Linked DNA regions of Sus scrofa: region 2 is linked to region 1. Evidence: chromatin contacts called from public promoter capture Hi-C data. All regions are on one chromosome and are shown on one strand. Each heading gives the region's core, a stretch centred on a gene start, on an enhancer-like site or on the middle of the called end of the contact. The rest is flanking DNA. Distances are from core to core; before and after follow the strand shown.

Region 1 (2,700 bases), core at 171-2,670:
TAATCAAAGTTTTGCAATGTCCTTGATGAGAAACGCCCGGATTCCCCGCCCTGCACCGGCCGAGAGTTGGCGACTTTCACTCTGCTTTTGAAACTGGCAAGACGCCATCATCAGCAAGTCACATTGTCCTGCCGGCCGGCCCCGACAGCACCCGCATCTCCCGGCTGACCGCGAGCCAGAGGCTCAGCCGGACCTGGGAGCAAACCCGGGTCGCAGCCCCAGCACGTGGTCTGTCACGCTCGGCACAAAAAGCAGTGCCCTCCTGAGTTCCCGCACTCCTCCGGCGCAGACAACGCCGCTGCCTCCATCCCCAAGTCAACTTGACTCCGACTGGCCATCTTAAGCCGTACACCGTGGCCCTAGAGAGCGCCGCGGCGCCCAAACCACGCTACAGGTGAATAAATTGCGGACCAAACTTGAGGCTCCAGACACCCCGAACGCCTGCGCTGCCTGGGCGCGGCCCTGGGGAGAAGCGTTTCAGAGCCGGGGCCGCTTCCGAGCGGCCGCGTGCTGCTCATTGTCGCATCCGCATCCCTCCGGAGTTGGGCGGACAACGCCACCCGCATGCACTCCGGCCATGCCGGCACCAAGCCGAAAGGCCAATTTAAACCTCCTCCGCCGGCCAGCTCACAAGTAGACGCAACTTAGTTTTCGAGCGAGGGGCATTCATTGTCCACACTCATCTAAACACGCGCCGGGGGTGGGGGGGCAAGAAACTCAACCACGAGGTCCAACAACGGCGCCCGGCCACTCCCGGGCGCGCGCCCACGCGGGTGCACCGACCCAGGGCCCCTCGGCAGTCGCCAGCAACTCGTTTTCTCTCGGGCCTTTCAGCCACCAGGCTCCTTTTCGCCAGCGAGCACTGCGGCTGAGAAAAGTCATTGTCACCTTCAATGTGGACCCCTCAACTCCGGCGACTCCTCACTCTTCCAGGCTTCACTCACTTCCCCCACCCCAAGACTTTCGGTTTGCCTCAAATACCCTCCCCAATTAAAAAGGACACACTAAACATGCAGATACAAAGAATCTGGGGTCTGAGGACCACGAAAACCGCGCTCCAAGCAATGCCATCTCCAAGACAAAACTTCCTGTGTGCGTATATGAATGTGTGCGTGTGTGTCTGTGGAAGGACTGGGGGAGGTGGTGAGGTGAGGTGAAAAGAGAAAAAAAGCCACTCCGAAATCAAAGCCTCCTGAGACAGTTTTGCACCGCAGTAATGGTTAGAGTCACTCACCTTCCAGAAGCAACCGTTCCACGCGCAATAATGTTTCAGAGGTGGGGAGTGCACGCCAAGCCAACCCACGCTCCAATCGCTCCCTCCTCCTCAACTGCCTTGTCTAGAAAGATTGTCTCCTGCAGTTCTGCAGTTGCCACGGCTGGCGGGGAAGGTGTAGATTCCGCTTTCCTTCTGCGCACGCGCAGCTCCTGGTACAAAATTCTCCTGAATCGAACTTATTTGCATACGGGCGCGCGCGCGTCGAGGGCTGGGAGGGGAGAAGGCCCGGCGGCCGCGCGCGCTCCCGAGGCCTCTATTGTCCTTTTAAGGGGAGAAGCGCCGCGGCGCGGGAAACGCGGCGGCCACAGGGAAACGGGGGCGGGGACTGCTTACTACGGTGACGTCACGTAAACAAACGCCCCCTGGCTGGAGGCCCAGGCTAAGGGGGAGTGGCGAGAGGGGAAAGGCGGAAAGGTTAGCAACCCAGGGAGAACACTGGGCTGCGTGTCGTACTTTACACTCGGAAGCTTTTCGCGCACACCGTTTCGCGTTGAAAAATAGTTTTGAAGGCTGTTTTTGCAAAATTTTCACATCTCTGCCCAGTGTCTGAACTGAAGTGGCAGGGGAGGTGGTCTTCCAAGCGCCCAGATTGAATTAATACTTCTCCCATGTTTCCTAAGTTTTGCTTGAAAAAGGGTTTTTGAATCTTTTTTTTTTTAAATTCTCTGAGGCCAACGGAGATTTGTCTTTCTTGCAGTTTTAATGAGTCGTTTAATAAAGTCCCATTTTGACATTCTGTTCATTCACCAGCTCCCGTCTGCACTCCTCAAAGAGTAACCCACTCCATAATAATTCAGTTTTTTTCTCCACTTTGGCCTTAAGATTTCAAGCCTGTTGCAGTTGAAGAGTTGTTAATTTCCGTGGGAATAGTGTCGCTTTTCTTTTATAGTGGAAAGCCAGTAATCTAGGGACACACATCCCACCTCCAGCTGCTAGTAAAGGGTGATCCAATCACCCAGAAATAATACCACCAACTGGTGGTCTTGGGAATTGAAAAAGTTGCCGGTGAAATGCAGAGTTTCCCTTATGGAATATGTAATAAACCAACAATCTAAATGCTTCTTGCCCCAGAAGAGAAAAAAAAAAAAAAAAACTGAAGAACTGAAGTAAATCTCAGACCAATAAGTGAAAAATGGAAAAAAAATAATTGTGGTACACCTTTATTCCAAGAACACATCTAACACCAACAGGCTGAGACACTGATTTAATGACAGACATGGGGAGACAGGAAGGATGTTTTTCCCAGAAACTTGATATTGGTCCCAAGATGCAAAAGTGTGGACATTAACCATAAAACTTAATCATCTGCTGACAAGTTTCACTGCTTTCACTGTAGTGTCAACAATGTGGACTTAGATATTTCTGATGCAAATCAAAACCACTTTGAGATACCACCTTACACTGGCTAGAATGACCATCATTAA
Region 2 (2,700 bases), core at 110-2,609, 170 kb before region 1:
CCCCACTCCCAGAGTTTCTTTAAAGTCTAGAGTGAAGCCCCATAATTTGCACTTCCAACAAGTTCCCAAATGACACTGATGCTACTTATCCTGGGCAACACTTTGAGAACCACTAATTTAGGTATATTTCTTTACATTTTAAGGATTACTGCAACCTCAAACAGCTGTCACTCTATCCATTAACAGACCTTAATTCGTACTTTTTAGTGAGAAGGCTGTGATTTATTCCTACAGGTGAGGAGGAAAATATAAGCTAGTATGGAAATGTCGGTGCTATCACTCGAACTAAGGCTAGTTCATAAAGATAGAGGATGGAAGATAAAAGAAAGTCTTACACATTTTACCATTTATAAAAAATTCCTACAAATATTACTCGGCGTATCTTTTGTAAAGCAGTACCACCATGAAAAAACTCTTCCGGCAGCATTTCCCAGCGCTCCAACAAAACTGCCAATCAGTGTCTACACGGTCCTGCCAACCCCGCAGAAGCAGGCAATGGGCAGGGTTTGCCAGAGCAACACCTAAAAAGGGCTGGATCTGCAGAAAAACCGAACTCAGATTTGAATTTTAGGTGTATTTTCCCACCAAGTCAGCGAACTTAAGGAAAAGAAATCACACCCTGAAAACACTAGCAAAGCTTGCTAAAGCTTCTTTTTGCGAACCAAACGGGCTCAACAAACTGCACTAGGGAAGGAAAACGACAGGAAAGATGCAAAGGTGGCCAACAGGTGCGTGAGCCGCTGAGAAAAGATCCCAGGAGAGCGGCGCCACCGGACCCCGGAGCGGGGGCTGGGGCGGGGGTGGGACAGGCCGAGAGACGCGTCGGGGTCGGGGCCCGGGTGCTGGTGGAGATCCGGGGTGCGGAGAAGAGAGAGCCCCGAGAGCCAGCTCGGCGGCAGGGGGGCGCCGCAGGCCCGCTCCTCACCTGGTTGAGTTCATTCTCAGCTGCAATCCGCAGCTTCGGGTCGATGGTGCCCTTCAGCGCCTGGATGATCCGGTTGAGGTCCATCTCCCGGGCGGGGGCTCCGCGGCCCCCGGACCAGTAGGCCAGACAGCAGCTTTAGTTTTTCTTTTGACCCTCTCAGCCTCCTCCTCCGCGACCCCTGCACTACCTCACTCCCCAACCTCCGCCACCGTCGCCACCTGCAGCCACTTGCTGCGCCACTCTGACTCCGCGCCCCCTGTCCTCCCTTTCTACCCCCCACAACTCGCTCTCCATTCACCCTTTTACGACAGCCGGTGGGAGGCGGGAGAAGTAAGAAGAGGAAGCGGCGCCTCTTTTACGGCGGCCTCTTCCCCCGGGCGTGATGCTATATGGCTGCTCCTACTGGCGGCCACCATGCTCCTGTACGGAAAGTGGTCTCGGCTTCTTCCCCAGAGGAAAACGTCTCACCAGCTCCGGCAGGAGGCCGCCTTGCTGCCATACGGAAAACAGCCTCCCGCCTCTTCCCAGAGAGGGAAACGAGCTGGCTAGGTGTCTCTTACAGCTGCTTCCAAATTAAGCATGTATGGATGGAGCGGCACTTTTTGTTAGTCCGAGAACCGTTTGGGCATCATTACAACGGAGCCTCTTCCAGAGCAGACTTTTTGGGACCTTGAGATCATCTAGCCCACGGGAGGACGGACTTCCCTCGGTCTGTGGGAGCCATCATTAGTTCTTTCATTCACACACTCATTGACTGAACATTTTTAAACATGTATTTTTGAGCCCGCGTACTGAGATATTTAGGTACCACATTATAACAAAATGAATTCAATGCAGGTTACTATGAAGGAACTTAGGGTGTGATAGAAGACACAAAGGTAAACAAAAAATATACTTAAACAAAGTAACTGTGGAAATACAGAGATCAGAGGAACTGATATGCCTGAGAGTTTCCGAAATTTTTTCAAATCTTTTCAGAAAAACAGTTAAAGGCAAGAAAGGTTATACTGTTTCCACTGTGGACATATCTGGCCCCACAATTTCAATAGCATAAAAATATGAAAGAGCTAGTTGTTCCTGAGGTTAACCCAGAAAAAGAGAGTTCAGATTACATTTGTAAAGATGACTGTGGGCAAAATGCAATTAAAAGGGGTGTGATCGTTCCAGGAGCAGATAATCGGGAAGGACTGGTTCAGTTAACTGGGTTCAATGTAGAGTAGAAAATACGTGGCGGAAAACTTAGATGCCTGAAATCCCTCCTCTCTGCAGAAGCTGTAAATGGGACCACACCCTTCAGCTGGGTGCAAAAGTGCCTAGTTCTCTGGCTTCTCCAGTTTTGCCTGTTCTCTACATTTCCATCAGAGTAATGTTTCTTAACAGTCAATATTGTCATGTTCCTTACTTGATGATATCCTATCAATTTCCAGGTAAAATACAAACTCCTTAGCACTTCAAGTTATTATGAAACATAGTGCCTTTCATCCTCACACTATTTCCTTATCCCACTCTCTTGGACCTCAGGGATCTAAAACTCCTTGACCTCTGAAACCTTAACTCCAGTATCCTCTTTTCAATTTAGGACCCTTTTCTTCCATTTTTTCTCTCCCTCAATAATTCTATACTTGTTTTCCAACCCAGTCACTTTTCAGTCCTCCTAGCTTATCCAGTCCTGACCACATACACATCCTTCTCTGCTGTTCAACTCCCAATTTAACTTTTCATATCTACCCTTGACCCACTGTGCAAATTGACACTGTTACAAATTGACACTGTGT

The links. Promoter capture Hi-C pulls out the DNA fragments that hold promoters and counts their contacts.
Region 2: a contact with region 1 is called in a promoter capture Hi-C map of liver, with 4 times the contacts expected there. The contact joins the promoter of IPO8 here to the promoter of FAM60A in region 1. A contact is called at or near these places in 1 of 5 promoter capture datasets (liver), 2 of 47 Hi-C or Micro-C datasets (both in liver) and 1 of 2 datasets of contacts at active chromatin or transcription factors (alveolar macrophages).

What each region holds. Positions count from the first base shown.
Region 1 is chr5:42,929,165-42,931,864 of Sscrofa11.1, reverse strand. FAM60A (protein FAM60A) reads right to left here and starts at 1,420. Exons shown (of 6, transcript XM_021092101.1): 1 at 1,235-1,420.
Region 2 is chr5:43,098,408-43,101,107 of Sscrofa11.1, reverse strand. It overlaps IPO8 (importin-8), which reads right to left and starts at 1,359. Exons shown (of 25, transcript XM_003126400.5): 1 at 926-1,359. The coding sequence starts at 1,009.